2 separate regions of the Bombyx mori genome follow, and region 1 is linked to region 2. The links are chromatin contacts, called in public Hi-C maps. All regions are on one chromosome and are shown on one strand. Each heading gives the region's core, a stretch centred on a gene start, on an enhancer-like site or on the middle of the called end of the contact. The rest is flanking DNA. Distances are from core to core; before and after follow the strand shown.

The links. A called contact is a pair of places that touch in the nucleus more often than the background predicts.
Region 1: a contact with region 2 is called in a Hi-C map of midgut, with 2.2 times the contacts expected there. The contact joins two enhancer-like sites. A contact is called at or near these places in 2 of 7 Hi-C or Micro-C datasets (midgut and whole pupa).

The regions. Positions count from the first base shown.
Region 1 is chr9:8,652,554-8,656,749 of ASM3026992v2, forward strand. All of the region lies in intron 3 of CAP (c-Cbl-associated protein), which reads left to right. Among protein-coding and RNA genes, the nearest start is that of LOC101736262, 40 kb to the right of the region's middle. Within about 2 kb of position 1,883, at least 1 of the 8 cell types and tissues checked has open chromatin away from gene starts, as enhancers often do.
Region 2 is chr9:8,605,036-8,609,660 of ASM3026992v2, forward strand. All of the region lies in intron 2 of CAP (c-Cbl-associated protein), which reads left to right. Among protein-coding and RNA genes, the nearest start is that of LOC110384846, 6.6 kb to the left of the region's middle. Within about 2 kb of position 2,461, at least 1 of the 8 cell types and tissues checked has open chromatin away from gene starts, as enhancers often do.

The sequences.
Region 1 (4,196 bases), core at 633-3,132, 47 kb after region 2:
GAAGTAGCGATGGCTTAAACAATAAGACATCTGATTTACTTGTATCAAGAGAAGCGAATATGCTGACGTTCAAATCTCACAGGTAGGTGCCAATTTTTCTAATAGAATACGTAATTAGAAAATGTTTACGAGTGACTTCAACGACGATCGAATTACATCGAATAATACAAGTAAAAAAAAAACCTCATAAAATAATATAAGCCGCATAATTACTGATTGAATGACACTATTTACCTTGCGTTGTCCATGGATCCAGTGACCACTTAATGCAATTTGAAAAGGCTACCTCAATATTACAACATCGCGATTATTTACATGATTTATTCATAACAGCATCCTGTTGTTAATACAAAAACAAATACGACTCATTAACAAAGTTTTGGTAACGAGACAAACTGGAAGATTGTTTGAAAATAAATAGGACCCCCAATATTTTTCAGACATTGCGTTAACCTTTGATTATACAAAATGTTCATTATGAATTCGTAATATTTTTTTGTTTCATCCTAAAAAGCTCTAGGAACTCGTGATTGTTACTTGACAATTTGCTTTACATGAACATTACTGATGATTTATCCATTTATTTTACTAAGATTCAGTACCTAGTTATATGTACATCTAGGTACATACACAAAAAATGCATCCTGTATTGAGAGCCTGTTATTTGAACTATGGGTCCCACAGTAGTCGAAATTCGACTATAATTAATTGGAATTGTAAGTTTGTACACTATTATGATTGTATTTTATACTTCTATATTCATAAATTTTGCCAACACTACACTATAAAAAATATTACCAAAGAAAAACCATATCCTATTCTCAATTTGACAACAGACGTCAAGAACAAAAGTTTGACAATAAATAGTATGCATGCGTGTGTGCGTCAAATACATGGTATGTAGTGTGTGTAATGTTTTCTTTATTGATTTAATGTATCTTTTATGCATTATTTTAAAAAAATATTAGCATTGTGCACTTCTTCTCTATATTCTCTATAAGTGTGGAAAATGTCATATTCCTCCGTCCGCGCGATTTTCGTAAAAAGGGATACAAAGTTTTTGCTTCACGTATTAATATATAGACTTGGTAAAAAATTACAAAACACGATAGTTTCATTACTCGCTTGTTGGAGTAGCAATGGTTAAAGCAAATACAACAATTAGATTGCGAATGAAAATTAAATACGTTCTTCGTAATTATCCAAAAGTTAGGAAACGAAAGCGCTCTCATTGGAAAGCGAGTGTTTATGGGAGATACTGCCCGAAATTCGGAATGTTGTGGGTGTTTCATAATTAAATTAGAATCGGAAGGCGTTAACTTAGTGTACGCCCGGAGAGTTTGTGATTTGAATCCGTAATCGGTTTTTTTTTCACAATTACACACTGTAGCTGTAACCTGATATATTCTTTAGTCAGAATTTTTCGTTATTTTTAAATATAATTAATAATTAATTGTGCGCATAGTGCAATGCATAATAAAACCTTATAATTTGGACATATTTACAGTACCATGCATAGTGATCGTCTAGCTGTTCAAACTCCTCAAATACCCATCTCGTGATTAAATAGAAAAATAATTTACATTCAATAGAATTCATATGACACTTTTTGATTTGATTTGATTTACGATATAACAACAAATATCACATCTCTGTGTATATAATCTAAAACTAAGATACGTCTAACAAAAGCTATTATTATATTGTAAGTTTTCATAATTCAAAACTTAATTGTAATAATACTGAGTTATTTAACGAAAAGAATTCCAATAATGAAATTTTATTCTCTCAATCCCGCTCAGTTTTAATCCGACCCACACAATGGACAGGACTCAACACTCCCGAGCGTACAGTACATTTTTTCTCAGTTGGGCCTTAATTGAATTCGCTTTTAGCTCACTTTTAATTTATTTGCGTTCGCTTCCCCACTTTGATGTCGGCACACGCGCTCCGAGGGCTTTTTAGATAAATAACCAATTATCTCGATACGACGTAATCTACCATCTGCATTGGCATGTGATCTGGAATTCGGCACTTGTATTATAGTCGCAAAGCGGTGTAATTTTGAATCCCATTGTTAAATTAATTAAGGTAACCGTGATGTTCTTTCAAAAAGTTTCGAAGAGTGTGTACATTCTATTAGAAAATTAGTTGGTATCGTGGTAATTTTTACTTTGTGTTCCAAATTATAAATCGTAGAAAAGTAACGGCTGTTGATTTCTTGTATATTATGTTTTAGTTTTTGTTTTCATATCACAGAATTGTTTGACAGATGGCCTTTGTCACGTAGAAATATTATCGTCGAATTTTAGCGTAGACGCTGTTTATAGGGGGGTGGGTAGCTATGGCTTCATTTTGGCAGGGAAAATTAAATAAGTGTCAATGAATTGAGTAGAAAATTTATTGCATGTGGATCCGAGGACATGCCTACGTTTTATGTATATTTGTTCTTCCTTTATTGATTCTGATCAATGTTCATAAACTGAAATCGATTAAGACCTATTTTAGTTAAATTGAATATCGTTATCATTTGAGACCGTCGTGGCCTAAAGGATAAGACGTCTGGTGCATTCGTATGTAGCGATGCATCGGTGTTCGAATCCTGCCGACACGTACCAATTTTTCCAATGAAATGCGTACTTAACAAATGTTCACGATTGACTTTCATGGTGAAAGAAAATAACTTCGTGTAATAAAAATCAAACCCGCAAAATTATAATTTGCGTATTACTGGTGATAAGACGTCTTGTGAATCCGCAGGGATAGGTACTACCACCCTGCCTATTTCTACCGTGAAGCAGTAACGCCTTTCAGTATGAAAGGTGGGGCAGCCGTTGTACTGTTAAAAGTGAGACCTTACAACTTATGTCTCAAGGTGGATGGCGGCACTTACGTTGTAGATGTCTATGGGCTTCGGTAGCCACTTAAAATCAAGTAGGCCGTGAACTCGTCAACCCATCTAAACAATAAAAAATAACCTCTATTATCTTCCAGAATACATCTAATATTTGTAAAATGAATGTTTATTTATTCGCTATCTATTGTCGCGTGTATTCCGAGAATGAATTAAAATATTAATGAGGATTAATTACCTACACTCCATTAAACTTGATTAAACTCATAGTTCCAGCATTCAAAATTACTTAATCGAAAATTGCGACAATCCCTGCAAATGAAATCAGTAAAATAACTTCAGCTAATTCAATTACGTTAACCGCTCATGTTAAGTACACAAACAAATCGATTGTCGCGGTAATGTAAATATGCGAAGATTCGCATTGGCGCGTGATCACATCGCAATCCTAATAGGCTAAGCGATTACGTCGCCAGGGTGCGCCACTAACCCAATTCACGGAAAATGATCAAGTAAACAGAAATTGGTTCGGTCGTAGCTGGTAATGCATAACAGCTGAGATTAGCCCAGTGATGGTAAACTGTATTTTAAAGTGTAAAATCTGAAATTTAATGAAATATCAGGCATGTTAATCTCTTACTGGTGGTAGGACACTCTTGTGAGTCCGCGCGGGTAGGTACCACCACCCTGCCTATTTCTGCCGTGAAGGAGTAATGCGTTTCGTTTTGAAGGGTGGGGCAGCCGCTGTAACTATACTTGAGACCTTAGAACTTATATCTCAAGGTGGTTGGTGCATTTACGTCGTAGATGTCTATGGGCTCCAGTAACCACTTAACACCAGGTGGGCTGTGAGCTCGTCCATCCATCTAAGTCATAAAAAAATATGTATTATATTTTGTAGGGTATTATGACAATTTACATAACAATAGTTCACCCGTAGGAACACACTCGTAACGCGTAGCGTAACATAGTCACATACTTAAAGTTATGTTCACCATTTTAACGTTTTTCATTATTATTATTTAATTTTGAATTATCCAGTTATTGGAAAAATATTCAGTAAAAATATGGTTTCTTCCTAATCTATAAATAAAATTGAAGAGCCAGTTTGCAATATTGAAATAACCGCTTTTTACTACATGCATATGAATATATATACGGTACATACACCAAAATAATATTTTTTACAATTTTTGTCTGTCTGTCTGTCTGTTTGTTCCGGCAAATCTCTGGAACGGCTGGACCGATTTTGACGAGACTTTCATTGATAGGTAGCTGATGATATAAAAAGTAACTTAGGTAACTTTTTTTAGACTAGCTTCGTCCCGTGGCTTCACCCGTG
Region 2 (4,625 bases), core at 1,211-3,710:
TTTTTATTTTCATCGATCCAAATTCACAACGCAAGTACCCGCCATTTTACTCTAATAACAAGGATTTATTATACTTATTACTTATATATCAATCGGTTTCAATGAAACAAGTATTGTCAGGGTTACCAGGTTATTAAATGGTACTTAGTAGTTGTTACAGGTTGTTATTTTCTTTTTATCATTCTAATCTTGACTGTCAATTAAAAAGACGAAATACCACAGCCTTTTTTTAATTAACATCGATTGTAAAGAATCAATATTTGCAGGTCAATATTTGCAGAGGCATAGCCGTTGTTTGGCATTCTCTTTTCTTTCTTTTCAAACGGCATCAGAAAGGCATTTCATTCCAGAGCCGGTACCACCACCCTCCATGTTTCTGCCGTGAAGCAGTAATGCGTTTCAGTTTGAAGGGTGGGGTAGCCGTTGTAACTATACTGAGACCTTAGAGCTTATATCTCAAGGTGGGTGGCGCATTTACGTTGTGGATGTCTATGGGCTCCAATAATCACTTAACACCAGGTGAGCTGTGAGCTAGTCCACTGATCTAAGCCATAAAAAAAAGCCTGCAGTTCCGGGTACCTACAGTTTTTTGTACCTACAGTTACTGGTGCGATCATAGAGAAGAGATTACCGTACCCATGGACACAGCCCACTGAGTTTCTCGCCAGAACTTCTCAGTGGATCGCGATTCCGATCCGGTGGTAGATTCTGCGAAGCAATAGGGTTGGTGTTAGCAAATTCTCTCAGGCTGAGTCCGCGAGCTCAACCGCTACCGGCGAATAGGTAGAGAAAAATAAGATGACCGTATCGTCTCAAAAAAAAAAAACTCAGGGCAATCCCAATAAAAAATACGTTATAAATCTCAGAGAAAACAAAAGATTTCCGTAGACGCAGGATGTCCATTTTTTAACCTTAACTTGAGTCAATAAAGTTGACAAACAATATTATTAAAAGTGTGTTTACTCCTTATGAAACTTATCAAGTTATAGCCAGTGAACCAGCGCCTACTAATATTGTATCTAAATAGATTTGCATACAGTTCTAATAGAAATGTATTATTGGAATTCAATATCGAATGCTTCTGATACGATCTGAATAGAGAAATTAATCTTGGCATCGCTTGGATTTTGGGTCGATTACCAGATTTATGCAGTTCCACTTATGGTATAAACGTTGTTTGATTAAAACAAACAACCCAGAAAGACATGAGTTATAAGGAAAAGCTCAACAAAGAGTCCGGTTGTCAATGTTAAAAATTAATAGTTTTCGAAGCAAAAAACAATAGCGATTCGATTTTAAAACGATTTCAGTCATCGAACACATGCAATAATTTTATATAATTCGAATAGTATTAAAAGTTATAAAATAGGATCATATTTTTTTAAGAAATTCAGATCTATACTAATATATAAATCTACAGTGGTTTTTACGGATGTTCTGTTATAACTACTGAACCATGCATCCGATTGACTTGAAACTTGGTATCCACGTAGAAAACACATGTACTTAATGGATAGGTTAATATTTATATGAGTGTTGGACTCCCTAATGATAATGACAATAAATAATAATGTTAATTTTAAATGCCCAGCGAAGCGAGCGAGTACGGCTAGTATACATAGAAAATTTAGTTTAACACACTAAAAAAACATAAAATGATGTGTACCCGAAACACATACTCATAGATATGTATGTACACAGCTTATATGAAAGAAAAAGTATACTATGTGCTTCTAATTTTAATGAATGTATCTTCATCTGCCAAATTTATCTTTTAGATAACAAACTGTTTATTATTTATCCAACAGAAAATTAAACGAAGTCATATCTCGAATCTAATGTGTGTATATGTGTATATGTAAGGCGAATAATACTGCTGTAATCATTGTGGAAACAGCTCACGAGACAGACCAAGGTCAAGTTTCAGGGACATGACCTTGCAATGAAGGAAGCGACGAAGAAGAGAAGATAATCATTGTGGTGTTTTATGACAATTTATGGAATGAACGAATGAGAGTAAACGCTCACATAGATTCTCATATTGTTCGACAGTTTTCCCGGTATCGACACTGCGATGAAATTAGTATGACTTATAGTTTAATCCTTCGATCAATAATAGTACTAGATTCAAGATCAGGAACAAAAATAAGACGCTCCAGTGGCCACGTTTGCAGACACGAAAACATCTTCATTTCTTAGAAAAAAGTTTAATAATGTTAACGACTTCAGTTTATTATAAACCTTAATACTTAAACATAAAGTTTAATTACCATTGCAAAATATATGTATTTAGGTCCTTTCGTCAGAAAAATAATATTATGGAATAAATTTAAAATGTCACTTGAACATAAAAAGACATCAGTACAAAAGTATTTATTCTAAAATGATACTTAAAGCCTAATTTATAAGGTTAAAAATATTTGTTTAAAATTTCGTGCTTATTGTATTATGGAACTAGATGTAGTTCTTGGTATTACATTTCAATGCTCAGAACACAGTAAGTATTGAAAGACATAGAGTTGCAGAATATACATATTTGTTTTAGGTTTGTTTTGTATGGTCGCAACTATTTTTGACCGATTCAAAAAAGTAGTAGATAATATTTTACATTGCCGCTATTACAACAAATAGGTGATAAAAAATAAAATTGAATAAAGTAAAAAAAATATGAAAAGAAACACGAAACATGTTTTTCACGTATTCTTTATACAGAAGTAATTAAAACAATAATGTAGGTTTAATTACCTTTAAACAGATTCAGTTTGTTATAAAGCTGTTTTTTAGAAGTCATTTTTATATGAGCGGTTTCTTTTTTACAAATATAATGTAATCTTATATCAATGAATTTTTCTATAATCAGTTTAATTTAGGCTTATTTTATGGCTGTGTTCGTTTCCCCCAGAAAACAAATCCTTTTCAGCATATACGCTTAAAATATTTACACATACATATAAAGTTTTTTTAATACTTTTTTGCATTGATTTGCCACCACCATTGAACAATTCTAGAATTTTTATAAGAGTTCTATATTTCTTCTCCTCTTTCTTTCGCGACAATATATATCCATTGTGCACAGCGACAAGGGGCTACTAGGAAATCTACAAACATAAATAACATTATAAAATAACAAAACTACTCTATGCATTCCCTGTTCAAGAATTGGTGATGTTTGTTACAATAGTTGGTGTCTTGTTGCAAACATTGGCCAAACAATTACAATATTCGTAAATTGTGTTTTATTTACAATATAATTGTGTTTATTATTTTATGAAAAACACTTAATAATATAAATTTACCAAAAAAAGATATTCCTTCCAAAACCTTGGTGTTACGGTGGTTTTTTACTCAGTTTTTGAACGCGCATTGCAGCGTTTTGACGTCTTAGTGTTGGCTATGATTGAACCATACTAATTTGAAATAAGACCACAAATTTATTTGTGGTCTTATTTTTCGGGCCGTTTTTGAAGCGCTAATCGCGAATCTAGTAGTATTATTGATCGAAGGTTTAATCTCTATAATTTTGAAGAATTTTAATGCGTTGCGTGTCGTAAAGTAATACTCGCAATCTTTATAATATAAAATATATGAAAATATACATCAGAGCAACGTTGTTGATAGTGTACTATTCGATTGAAAGGTATTATTATTTGTTTATTACCACTACAACTATTGTTAGCTTCCAATGGTCAGTAGTTTAATATACTTATGGTATGGTATACTATATAACTATAAAGAAAATGGTATTAGAATCATACACGCACGGACACAGCAGGACAATAAATCTCATAATATTGACGTCCAGAGTTTGTTCCTACGTAATTTGTGCAGTTGATTCTTCGAAAGTAAATAATATAATAATTAAAGATTAAACGGTAAAAACAATTTTAATAATTATGTCCACCACAGGTTCCCTAAGTGACACAGTCCTCATAAAAATAGACGTAACAAACTCAGTGGAATAGTCCTTTTGTTACTTTCCAATTATTTTTATAAAACTGCTATTATAAAAGTAAACGAAATGAACAAATTAAAAAACTAATTTTCTACTGTATTCTATTTTAAAATTTAGCATAATACGTAAATGTCGAGGAATGATAACGAAATAATATGACGACAGTAAAAAAACGCCAGATTAGACTAAAAAAGTAGTTTCAATAATTAAGGTACAATTCGGGGAAAATCGAAAAAAAATGCACAACCAAAAAACGAAATGAAATAAAACTCAAGGGGCGAAAGCCTCATTTCGATAGATAGCTACCTAATAAATATATATTTTTTATTGCTTAGATGGGTGGACGAGCTCATAGCCCACCTGGCGTTAAGTGGTTACTGGAGCCCATAGGCATCCACAACGTAAATGCGCCACCCACTTTGAGATACAAGTTCTAAGGTCTCAAGTATAGTTACAACGGCTGCCCCACCCTTCAAACCGAAACGCATTACTGCTTCACGGCAGAAATAGGCAAGGTGGTGGTACCCACCCGCGCGGACTCACAAGAGGTCCTACCACCAGTAAATAACTGTAAATATTCTAATTTGCGTTCCAGAAACGTTACTTAAGTACTTAAAACTATAAGTTTAAACTTTCAATTATTCACCCCTTGTGCTGGAGAATTCGGGTGGCG